Linked DNA regions of Mus musculus: region 2 is linked to region 1. The links are chromatin contacts, called in public HiChIP or PLAC-seq maps. All regions are on one chromosome and are shown on one strand. The core of a region is the stretch at or near the end of the contact, and the rest is flanking DNA. Distances in the headings are between cores, read along the strand shown.

Region 1 (6,512 bases), core at 3,021-5,520:
GAAATATAGGACAGAGACAGGGAATGGGCAGTTGGTGGCTTTCCCTGGGGCCACTGCTCCAAATGGGACTGCACAGTTCCTACAGAGGTGGCCCTGCGGTCTCAGCAGGATACAAGGGCATGCACACCCTGTGTTAGGATCCTATCCCTGCTGGGCTGACTCCCTAAAACAGTTACAGCACTGAGCCTCTCCCAGGCCACACAGTCACACAGCACCAGATGGAGATGGAATGGCTCCCACCCGGACCTCGGGCTTCCCACTGTATATATCACCACACCGGAGGCCTCACCACCCTCTCACCTCCTAGGGAAAACCAAACTCATCAGGCCGCAAGCCACTTGCAATTCTGCACTTCAGACTTTCACACCCATCATCAAAAACCGCCCTTTGATGGACAGAGACTCCAGACTCTGTGACCCCACTCCCCTGAGTCCCTTCTCTCCACTCCCTACCACAGGCCACGTCCTCTTGATTTCTTAGTAAAGCACTCCCGTCTGATGTGGCTTCCCCTGGGGGCAAACCTGATGAGTTCTCAGAAATGTCTGTACAGTGAGGCAGACCTGGCCTCCCAGCCAACCACAGCATCCTCACTCCCCCCTACTCCGGCAGCAAAGCTGCCTTCCTGGCCCAGGCCCACTTCAAGTGGGTGGGTCACACAGGAGCTGAAAGCCCACACCCCACACTCAGATACCAGGTCAGCTCCAAGGGATGCAAAGGCCACCATGATAGCTGTCCCATGATAGCTGTCCCATGATAGCTGTCCCTCTATGTTCTGAACCTTAACAGTATCCGAGGATGGCAAGTGATCTCCTGACCATGGTCACATATTTGGAAGAAGCTACCGGGCAATCTCCTAAAAGCCTGAAGATGACAGGCCACATCATGCTTAGAGTATCTGTCCCTGGCCTAGGTCATGCCAGTTCTAAATAGGATAGAGTCAGAAAGTTCAGGAGCTGCCTGTGGGTCCCCTTCCTTGACAACCCTGTGACTTCTCCCAGTCCTGCCACACGGTAAGGGGGTAAACCAGGGGATCAACAGATTTGGCTTTTTGGTTTTGTTTTTTTAATGTGTATATAGTATCTTTCCTGTATGTATGTGCATGCAGTACCTAGAAAGGCCAAAGAGGGCATTGGATCCTATGGGACTGTAGTTAGAAATGGTCGTAAACCACTGTGTGGGTTCTGAGAATTGAACCTGGGTCCTTTGGTAGAGAAGTCAGTGCTCTTAAGCACTAAGCCATCTCTTCAGACAGATCAGAGGGTTCACGATCAAGGGATGGAGATTAAAAGGATGAAACGCAGGCAGCTCAAAGGCCACACCCAGTAAAGGTGGAAGGGGACAGACTTTTCCCACGAATGTTTATGAGCCAGGATATCTTTCCAGAAATCAATCTTTTTCAGAGTCTAGTGCCCTCTGATTTTTCTCAGCATCCCCTCATGCAACCCCACTTTACCCCAGAGTCTACTTTCCAGCTTTCAGCTCTGCCATCAACAAAGTCAGGGGAAATCCAAGAAAAACAGAAAAACATCTCTCAAAGATCAGGGTGTGTCCCCAAGGGGCAGCACGCATGGGCCACACAACCACCAGTTCTAGTCATCTGAGGGACTGACACAAGCAATCACCTGACCAGACCACCAAGTCACAGACAGCAAGGCCTGACAGTCCATCATCTGAGTCCAGAGTAGACAGCAATCACCTGTAAGTCCACACTGCTCATGCCAGGCCTCCAGCAGAGCCCCTCCTATTTCCTCCATGCCCTCTAAGTTGCTGAAGGCCACTTATTTCCCATGGGTTGAGTCTGCCATGGGCCCATAGGATAGCTTCTAATGAACACAGTAAGTTGAGCACTACTTGAACCATTCTCTGTCACTTCTGGTCACTGAGGCTGGGGCAGAGGTTTGGAATTTAAAGAGAGTCAAAGGGAGGGGGCAAGAAGGATCCTCAATCATGGCTCAGTCAACCTAGCCAGCAAGACTTATGTGTGAAAGGTGCTGTGAATGGCAGCCATGGGGCCCGAGCGCCCCCTGGAGGAAGTCTGGAGCAAGACGGGTGCCTTGAACCTTTTTCTCATCTTCATCCTGTCTTAGTGAGATACTCACTTCTGTCTCTGGCCGAGGGATGAACACTGGGGGTACCATCTTCAGACTGAGCCCCTGAAAGTCCCACTCCCCAAGGATATACTGCACCGGCATCCTGCAGGAGGAGTATCCAGGGAGTCATCAGGACCAGGACCAGGATGAATAAGGCCAGAGCTCAACTGAGGACTAATGTAGCTAAGGCTATTCAGCAGGGTCCTGACTGCAGTACCCTAGGACAAACAGACTAGCCTTTCCCTTCTTTCAATTTACAACACCAGTCCCTCTCCTCCTACCTCCTTACCCCAACAGATCCCTCTCGACCTCAGACACTTTACTCCTCCCTGGCCATAATTTGGTGGAACCGGTGAAAGATGGATCTCTGTAGAGTCCTCGGATCGGTCCATGGGTGCTTACCTCTGTAATCTACGGCCACATAGCTCCTGGATGCATTCCAATTGTTGAGGGGTCAGTGGCTTGGTCCAAAGTGCTGGTTTCAGGCTCTGAAACTGTTCCCATGGAGAATGTGAGTGGCTGGCTCCCTTGGTCTAGGGACACACACCCAGGTTTGTGTGGACAATGTCTGTCAACTCAACACTAGCCACTTAATCATCCCGGAACACACAGTACCTGGAACACACTGCAGTAGTTTGTTGGATGAATGAATACATGTCTGCCTGAAACATTTGTTCAGCAAAATCCCACCCGACTCAATTAAGCAGCCCGATTGAGGCAAAAATTAAAACCAAACAAAATAAAAACAAATAAAACAACCCCCCTTTCACTATCTATTCCCCAGAGAGTTCCCTCCTCCCTCTCCCTGTCCTCCCTAACATTACACTTAACTGTTTTGGCTCCGAGGACATGAGCCACGATGTACTCACTGGATTCCCGGGCCTCTGGGATACCTCTTTCCTCAAAGACCCGTGTCCAGTGATTAACCATCCCTGTGGCACTCAACGGCCCAGTCAGGGATGAATAAGTCTTCCATGAGTTGAAGGCCCAGCCCTGGAGGACTCCCCTCCTTCCTCGGGGAACAGATAGAAGGGTCCAAAGTATTTGTCCCCAGAGCTTCATTCTTGGAGAAAGGCTTCCAAGTGCCTGAGTCTCTCTTGTGCTATCTGCACTGAGGTAGGGGCTCAGGGTGATCCCTGGGCTGGGCTGGGTGAAGAATCAGTCATGGGTTCCAGTTCTCTGTTTTGTTTCTCAGATGTTTCTGCTACCCTAAAGAAGGATGTGGAAAAAGACTCAAAATGTGCCAGGAAAGGGTGTGCTTTTTAGTCTGTCGCCTCCTGGACTATATTCATATCCCCAGCCAGCTATCTGACTCCTTCTTGTCTTGGCCAGTAACGTTTTGTTATTTTTAGCATAGGTAGGTTGAACTGGCAGGGCTCTGTCCTGTTAAGAGTCAAGGTGTAGGTTTGGGAGTAGGTTAGACCTATGTCAGACCCCAGTGTGAGTGAGTGCAGTTGAGCCGTTGTTTCTGACTTCCAGTTTGCTCCTAATGTGGGAGAAATAAATAACACTAGCTTTCTGGAGAGTGGTGCCTTGACCAACGACTATCAGGGGCCTGGAAGACCCTTGGGACTCACTAACAGATGGCAGGAGACTGCCGTGCTTGGGAGCTTGGCTTGTGACATTCCTTATTGTTTAGAAGCTGAAACGTTGCCTCTATTTTAACCCATAATGAACAATGTTACGCTTAAGTTAGCATAAACAAGTTATCTGAAAACATAAAATCTGTGGTCCCCTCTACTTCCAAACTAAGTAAGGTCCAAACTAAGATTTGCGAGAACCTGCTAACTGCCACATCCTCTCAGACAGGGCTCCAGAAGAGGAAAGCAACTTGCCCACGGTAACTCAGGTATAAAATACCCCGGGCAGAACACAAATCCGGTTCTGCTAGATTCCTGACGCAACTGGGTCCACCAGTACCCAGCTACGGAAGGAACCAAATCTCCAAGCCTCGACACAGCGTCCATCCCAGATCCGCAAACACATTATCAACGATATAAGCGCGCCCTCTCTCCACCCCTGAAAGCGAGGGAGAGGGCCATCCCTGTCTCAAAATCAACGTTGCGGCCATGCATTTCCCATCCGGATCTCCTGCTCTGGTGCATACCTACCAGAGGGCATGCACGCTCGCCCGGCCCACACACAAGTACCAGAAAATTGACCCAGGGTTAGCGCCCCCCCACCCCACCCCGGATGTGCGTAACCTGTAGTGCACTCCCTCGGCGCCTTGCTTCCGCCTCGGTGCTGTTGAGAAAGGGCTCCGGTGAACCGCGTCTCCTTGGTCTAGGGTTCCTAAAGTGGCCGGATTTTCCTTTGAAGACTGTGGGATGCTGAGGAGGCTCAACTGGCCAGCATCTGCAGCCCCCCTAAGGGGAAGTACAGGAATGTGAGAGATGCTCTGCTGGGTCCCAGACCCACTAGTCTTCCTTAAGGTCTCAACAGAGATATGGCTCCAGCCTGCGGTGATTGCTTGAAGCAAACGTTTACATATCCAGCTGGGGCGGAGTGTGGGCAAAAAACAAACCGCGAGGGTGTCACCCACGTGTGCTGGGCTTGAGAGCCAGATTTTGGGGGGCGGGAGGTGGGTGCGTTGTTCTAACTGCTTGTAAGATAGGTCTAGCAGCGTGTGACTGGGTTTCAGTGTTTGGGGGCAGTCTCTGTTTTCGGAAAGGGACCCAGTTTCTAAGGACCCTCCTGACCTCACACGCACATAGAATTTGGAGCAGATAGCAAAACAGCGAATACTGGAAAACTGGATTTACATCCTGATTCTGTTGGCAGCTCGTTGTTTAACTTTGTTTAAATGCCCAGACCTTCTAGGCTTTAGTTGTATCTTTTGTAATATTCATAGCAAGACCTGGTTGTGCAGGCACGTAATCACAGCTTCTGGAGAAGCTGACGCAGGAGGACCATACATTCAAAGCCATCCTGAGTAATTTAGTAAAAATCTGTCTCAAAATTTAAAAGGTGGGACGGGACCTTGAAGAGATGGCTCAGCGGTTAGGAACACATACTGCTCTTGCAGAGAACTGGGTTTCAATTCCAAGCACCCATGTACACATACCCATCCAAACATACATACTTATAATTTTAAGAAATAACATAAAATATTCAAAAATAAATAGTTCACGGGGTAGCTCAATTGATGTGCTCACCTAACAGTCACACAACTCTGGGTTTGATGCCCACAAATGGGGTTTGGTAATACTTATAAATCCTAGTTTTCAGCAGGTGGAGGCAGGGAAACCAGAAACTCATCTTTTAAGGCCAGACTGGGCTACATGAAATCCTGCTTCAAAAAAGTAAAAAATAAAATACTTGAGTAAAAAGGGAGAGGGGCTGGGAGTTGGGTGTACTGGTGCACACCTATAAGTCCCAGTACAAGGGGGTCTGGAGAAATGCCTCAGTGGTTAAGAGCACTGGCTGCTTTTCCAAAGGACCCAGGTTCAATTTTGAGCACCTACAAGGAGGCTAACAGCAGTCTGTAACTCCAGTACCAGAGGATCCAATGCCCTCTTCTGGCTTCCTTGAACACCAGACACATATGTAGTGTACAGATACGTGTGCAGACAAAACATCCTCACACATGAAACTAATTAATTAAAAATTAAAACCCAAGCACCCAGGAGGTGGAGGATTGCCTTGGTTCAAGACTAACCTGGGCAACATAATAAGTATCGGGCCATCCTGGGTTACACACAGTCTGTTTAGGGGATGGGGTGAGGGTAGTTTTAAATGGTTGGGGATACAGCTCTTGGGTATAGGAAATCGGTACTTCTGTCCTGAGATGAATTTTGCTGTGGATGAAAACTATTATGAGAGGAATAGGTGGGCTATCACACAGATAATTCCATCTCAACATCTCTGGACTGAAGTCTCCAGGAGTCACTTACCAAAAACCGCCCTTGTTCCAAAACACCAGAGTTCCTATATAGGCAGGAAACTGAGACAAAAGAAGAGAAGCAGTTTGCTGTTCAAGGTCATAAATTCAATAGAAGATCAAACTGAATTCATTTTAGGTTTCAAATATTCCAGGTCTGGTGGTGCTCTCACCAAATCTCTGTACCTATGATTTTTGCGGCTTACAAGTCTGCCCCAGTGCGGGTGGAGGTGTCCAGGAGTCAGAATTCTGACCCAGAAAGGACCTGGCTACCTACGGTCCTCTGCCTAACTTCCGGCAGGCCATCAGGGTCAGAGGTATTCTCAGAGAGAATCTCTTTTAGCTGTCCGGTTTCAGGTCCAAGCTCCCGCTGGGAGCAGAGCTATATCTGAGCGACAGGCGAGTGAGCCAATGCTGATCGAGCTTTAGGCGAAGCAGCCAATCAGGGTCCGGAGGCGCTGGGGGGGGCAGGAGGCAAGGCACTCCGGCTCCTGGGGATCCCCCGAGGCTGCTCATCCCAGCCCCACCCCCTCCGTGGTCCG
Region 2 (5,974 bases), core at 60-2,559, 170 kb after region 1:
CTTTGCTGGTATGGTCTAAGCCTATGTGTACACATATCCCACATATACATGCACACATACATCCCTTGCTCTCACTGCTGGGCTGAATGCCCCCAGAACAGCCCCTTGCCGCCCCTGCCCGTCTCTGACTCTATTAAGAGGGGCTGGCTGGGAAATGCCAGCATAAGGTGGACACAGAGATTAAAGGCCGCAAGGCAGCTGCCGTAGACAACAGTCACAGGCCTGACTAACCCACTTCTCTCTATGGCCCAGAGCTGAAAGAATGGGAAATGGTTTCTATCCTGCAATAGCCAAGAGTGTGGTGAAGGGGGACCAGGAAAATATGGTTGAGATTCCAAGTCCCAGGGGTGGGACAGCTTTGCACAGTGGAGTCATTATAGCTCCAGTCTACTGCTGGGGCCCCTCATCTGGTGTTTGGCTCTAGGCATCTTCTCCATATACTGTTCCAGTTCCTTAGGAACTTCCTCCAGCAGTAGATTGAAGGCCCTGCCTGGTTCTGACATTACCATGTGAGCACCTACCTATAGGACAGTCTCAAAATCTGCTGGGTTTGGAGGAGGTGGAGGATGGTGTGCTGGGATGCTGGGGAAATGGGGGCAAAGGAGGCAGAGCTACTGTATAGGTTCCAGGAAAAGGGGGAACCCTAGGGTCTTCCAGGAAGCCCCTGTCGCCCTCAACGTCAGCCAGCCCCGCCCCCAGCAGGATGCCAGCAGATCACCTGCATGAGCCAGTCGAGAGGCACTATCACAGGCAGGCACACTAATTAAAACAGGAGCCACACCACCCTCCCCAGTCACCCCTCGCTACCCACACAAATTACATTTTATATGTTCTTTATTTACTGTGTCACTTTTAATTAAATCTGTAATCGCCTGCCTGAGGGGGCATGGTCCCCATTTCCCAACTCACTGTGATCTGAGGGTGTGCGCATGGGTGTGGCGTGGGCGTGTGTGCATGTGGGGGTATTCGCTTCAGTGTGTCATACAGGTATGTCCTTGTGGTCGCAGATATCTGTAGGGACAATCCACCTGCAGCAAGAGTCACCCCTCTGCTGGCAGCCTGAGGGACTTCCAAGTTTCTCAGACAGGAAGAGGCCCAGGGATGGGTAGGCATGCCATGCAGACTCAAGGACACATGGCATTGTGCGAAACATTTGGGTGCCACGCTTCATTTTTTCCTTAAAAAGAAAAATAGAAGTGTTCAACTCACTAGGCTTCTAAATCAGAAACAGGACCATAACACGCTGCTCAATAGGCAGAGCCAATGGAAGAAAGAGGTTTCATGTTGATATTGTGGTCAGTTAAGAAGAACCAGAGACAGAGAGGGATGAAAGCCAAGCTCAGGGAGCAAGACAGCAGAGACACAGCACAGCCCGCACACAAAGCAAAGGCAGAGGGGCGGGCGAGGGTTGGCAGGCCCCTGGGCACCGGCAGGGCCTGAGAGGCTGTCAGGCACAGCTCATCTGTTCTCAGGGAATCAAAGGCCTGAGAGAACCTTCTCTGCCTGTCACTTGAGATCTCTGATAGGGATCACGGAGGGTAGAGTGGCCTGATCCAGTGTAGAGATAAAAACATGCCACACACACACACACACCAGGTAGACTTCGGGGCACCCTGAGTGATGGGACAAGAATGCCATCCAGGTTGGTCAACAGAGTAGAGATCAGCCTTGGTCGGTGGTAGGCCTGGCAGAAGGGAGGGGCCACCCAAGTGCAGCCACAGGGGTTAATGAGGGTGGGTAACTGGTGGTGAGAGCTCCTGTGTACCCCTCGCCCATGGTAGCAATTGGGTGGGTTTGGGCGTAAGGGGCTGGGGCTCCTACGTTTGGCTGGAAGCACAGAAATTAGAGGCAGCGATGCCTGCCATGGATGCAGGCTGTATGTACGTGCGCATATGTGTGCAAGTGTGTGTGCGCGCCTGTGTCGGAAGAGGATCCTGGCCCCACCCCTGCCCCTCTGCAGCCCCCACTGCTGCCCCTGCCTGCTCCTGGCCCCAGTTGATTAATCATGGAGCTGAGTGGCTTCCAGCTTATCAGGTACCTTAATAGCTGAATAATTCCAGCCCCATCAGCGGGCCCTTAATTGCTTTCTTGTGGCTGCGGCCTGGAGTGCATGCTGAGTGGGTGAGCTCCCTGGGGGCCGGCTGCAGGCTCCAGGCAGCATGCTGGATGGGGGCCCAACTCACAGCTCCCTGCCACCCAGGCGGCCCTTCTCCACAGGCCACAAACCACATCAGCCCTGCTTGCTCACCGAGGCCTGGATGAGGGGTAGGCTGAGATATTCCTTTGATGATTTAGAGGAGGGAGAGCAAGAAAATCTCCCTGGAAGAGCTGGTGTGGCCCCACATGAGATCCTGGGAAATCAAAGAAAGCCTGGGCAGGCAGAAAGCAGGGGAGGCCACGGAGATGGGTTTAGCAGGGGGCGACCCCGAACCTCCCAACCCCAGCCTTCTGCCCTGCCCCTCAGCTACCGTCATCCTCAATGAGCTTAACTGGACAGAGGCCCTGGAGAACGTCTTCATTGAGAACCGTAGGCAAGACCCTACACTGTTGTGGCAAGTCTTTGGCAGTGCCACGGGAGTCACTCGCTATTACCCAGGTAGGCACCACTGTCTCCCTGGCCCATCCAGCACCCGTCTTGCTCCATCTCCAAGCCTACCCATTCTGAGGTCCATGGGGTACAATGAACCAGGTCAATCCCCATCACTCCCGCCTGCTCCAGTCAGACCCTTCTGCCGGGCCGGGCCCCTTCACCCCCTCTTTCCACAGCCACACCATGGCGAGCCCCCAAGAAGATTGACCTGTACGATGTCAGAAGACGACCCTGGTGAGTGAGCAAGGGGGGTGGAGGCGAGACACCCCCTCAACTCCCCATCTTTCGTGCCCGCTCCCCTCCCTCCCAATATCCAGACCTCCGAGCAGGGCGCAGCCAGCTCTATCCAATTTTCATTTCACACATCGCTGCCACTGGAAAATGGATCCCATCGCCCAGGCAAGCCGCCCAGCTGCCTCTGCCCCCACGCGTGTCGTCCACTACCCAGCCCCCCCACACCCACTCAGAACTGAAAGCAGACCAGGGAGGGTGCTTCCAGGGGTAGCTAGAGCCTCCGTCAGGTCAGCCGGCCCCACCTACTCATTTGATCCCTGGACACCCCGACCCTCTGCTCTGCCTCTCTCACACTACTCCATGATCTTCCCTCCCTCCTCCATTACACAGCCAGACTCTCTGGAGTCTCTCTAGGACAGAGGACACAAGCCACTAAAGCCTTCTGTCCCCGTGGATCACCTGCCCCTCCCCCTCACCTCTTGTTTACTTAATGAGGGAACCAGATCACTCACGTCACAAGAAAAAAAAAACTGTCTTTTTTATTGAGCATGGTCTTCCCAGTGCCCAGGCCCATTCCAACCCCCATAGTGCGTGGTCAGTAGAAAGAAGCACAGGAATCAGTAAGTGGGTGGAAGAAGGAAGACCCCGCAGGTCCCGGAGGTGCCGTCCTTAACTGAGTCTTCTCACTGGCAGGTATATACAGGGGGCCTCATCACCCAAGGACATGGTCATCATTGTGGATGTGTGAGTGAGCCTTGTAGGCTGGTGGGATGGGCTAGGACTGGACTCTTCTGCCCGGGCACCTTATGAGGGAAGGACGGGAAAACCCTGAGAGCCCACATGCATGCGCCCCCTCCATGCCTGGTTTCCAGGAGTGGCAGCGTGAGCGGCCTGACTCTGAAGCTGATGAAGACGTCCGTCTGTGAGATGCTAGACACGCTCTCTGATGATGACTATGTGAACGTGGCCTCAGTGAGTGGCAAGGTGGCAGGCAGGATGGGTACCACTCACCCCCATCCAACCTGCTCCCATGACAACCATCAGCCCTGTACAACAGCTGCACACTGTGTGGCCAGCCTGAAGCCACTCACCACCCCCCACTGTCCCCACAGTTCAACGAGAAGGCGCAGCCTGTGTCTTGCTTCACACACCTGGTGCAGGCCAATGTGCGTAACAAGAAGGTGTTCAAGGAAGCTGTGCAGGGCATGGTGGCCAAGGGCACCACAGGCTACAAGGCCGGCTTTGAGTATGCCTTTGACCAGCTACAGAATGTGAGCCCCACGGGTGGGCAAATGGGTAGCAAGGGGTGGGCGAGGGACCAGGCTTAGTGACATGGGAAGATGAAGATGGATTGCCTTGTTAATAGTAAACAGGCAGCTTAGACAGACAGTACCATCTGCCGTGAGGGAGGAAGCCCCACCCTGGACCTGTGAGAGACCAAGGATTGCCTGACTCTGTGTTCATCCTCCACTAGTCCAACATCACGCGGGCTAACTGCAATAAGATGATCATGATGTTCACGGATGGGGGTGAGGATCGCGTGCAGGATGTCTTCGAAAAGTACAATTGGCCCAATCGGACGGTGAGCCTCAGCCCTGGTGGGTGGCTGCCCTGAGCTGGGTCCAGGACGGGAGAGGGCCGTCGTCCTCCGGTGGCCATTGTGATAACCTCATCGTCCCGGCAGGTACGTGTGTTCACGTTCTCCGTAGGACAGCATAACTATGATGTCACACCCTTGCAGTGGATGGCCTGTACTAACAAAGGTACCTCATCGGGTTTCAGCCTCTGCCTGCTGTGTCCTTCTGCTAGCTGTCCATCCATGTGTCCAGCTGTCTGTTCACGCACTGTGTGTCTGTCCTTCCATACATACCCTTTTTCCGGTGCTTTGTCTATTTGGTGGGCTGTCTTGCTTGACCATCTGGCTGTATGTCCCCTGTCTGTCTGTCTCCAGCCTTTCTGCTAATGTCTGTTTGTTGATCAATCCATCTCTGTTGATTGATTGGGTAAAACTCACGTTTCTGACGTCCTCGGATGAGGCTCCTTCCTCCACCCTGTCTCTGTTAACCACTCCCACCTCTGCTGCTTCTTTAGACCCCTACAATCTATCCTCTCCTGTAGCGTTGGTCACAGTGCCAGGGCAGTGACAGGGAGCATAAAGGAGTTGGGGGAGAGTCACAATACACAGAGTGTTGCAGGTGTACCCAGGCGACATTACCCCCTGTGCTGCGGGCCTTGCTGTGCCAGTCAAACCCACATCTCCTCCCTTTGCAGGTTACTATTTTGAGATCCCTTCCATCGGAGCCATCCGCATCAACACACAGGTGAGGTTGTGGAGGAGGCGGCCCCTCCCAGGCCTTGGCTTCCCTCTGGTTGTGGCTGCATGCTTTGCGTGCTTTCCAGCCATGGGCCGATAGCGACCCCTGGTGGCTGCTGTTGTCCATGGCAGCAGATGAGAGAAGAGTGAGTTGGGAAGGACATTTAGTGCCTCTCCTCTCCCAGGAATACCTGGATGTGCTGGGTAGGCCCATGGTACTGGCAGGCAAGGACGCCAAGCAAGTGCAATGGACAAACGTGTATGAAGATGCACTGGTAAGGCTTCTGGGCAAAGAAAGGGGACTAGTGGCCTTCCCCCAAGGATGTCCCCACACAGTCAAGACCCTCGAGGGGCCCCTTATTGGTGTTGACCAAGTAAAAGAAAATGACAGGTGGCCTGTGGCTGGGCCCCTTCTCTGAACACTCACAGTGAAGACAGGGCTGGCCACAGGAGACCCCATCCTTCTCTCCCTTCAGGGGCTGGGGTTGGTGGTAACAGGAACTCTCCCTGTTTTCAACCTGACACAGGATGGCCCTGGGGAAAAGAAGGTGAGTTGCCCAGTGGGTTATCTGGGGAGGAGTTGGCATGCCTGGAGCAGGTCTGGGGATGGAGGAGGGTTAGGGCATGCTACAGATTTGGCAAAGCAGCTCTCCGTATCAGCAGCTTAGCCCTTAGGCCTGGGCCAGGGGGTTCTACTATGGAGTTGACTCATTATAGCATACCTTCCCATTCCTTTGTGTCCAGAACCAGTTAATCCTGGGTGTCATGGGCATCGATGTGGCCTTGAATGACATCAAAAGGCTGACTCCCAACTACACAGTAAGTGTCCACCTGCC

The links. HiChIP or PLAC-seq counts read pairs in DNA pulled down with a chosen protein or histone mark.
Region 2: a contact with region 1 is called in an H3K4me3 HiChIP or PLAC-seq map of the SCID.adh cell line, with 4 times the contacts expected there. The contact joins the enhancer-like site here to the promoter of Hemk1 in region 1. A contact is called at or near these places in 5 of 39 promoter capture datasets (the C10 cell line, embryonic stem cells, hematopoietic stem and progenitor cells and 2 more), 2 of 15 datasets of contacts at CTCF or cohesin (both in embryonic stem cells), 2 of 484 Hi-C or Micro-C datasets (embryonic fibroblasts and nephron progenitors), 21 of 115 datasets of contacts at active chromatin or transcription factors (the 230-238 cell line, the SCID.adh cell line, bone marrow-derived macrophages and 14 more) and 3 of 9 other capture datasets (adipose tissue, liver and pancreatic islet).

Annotation. Positions count from the first base shown.
Region 1 is chr9:107,334,080-107,340,591 of GRCm38.p6, forward strand. Hemk1 (HemK methyltransferase family member 1) reads right to left here and starts at 4,271. Exons shown (of 11, transcript NM_133984.2): 1 at 4,202-4,271; 2 at 2,922-3,299; 3 at 2,493-2,584; 4 at 2,100-2,193. The coding sequence starts at 3,152.
Region 2 is chr9:107,509,537-107,515,510 of GRCm38.p6, forward strand. It overlaps Cacna2d2 (calcium channel, voltage-dependent, alpha 2/delta subunit 2), which reads left to right. Exons shown (of 38, transcript NM_001174049.1): 7 at 2,465-2,596; 8 at 2,767-2,824; 9 at 3,518-3,568; 10 at 3,697-3,796; 11 at 3,937-4,095; 12 at 4,299-4,406; 13 at 4,509-4,587; 14 at 5,096-5,145; 15 at 5,324-5,413; 16 at 5,615-5,686; 17 at 5,883-5,957. Among named protein-coding and RNA genes, the nearest start is that of Tmem115, 21 kb to the right of the region's middle. Within about 2 kb of position 1,310, at least 7 of the 459 cell types and tissues checked have an H3K27ac peak or open chromatin away from gene starts, as enhancers often do. A contact at or near this core is called in the SCID.adh cell line, where this site is marked.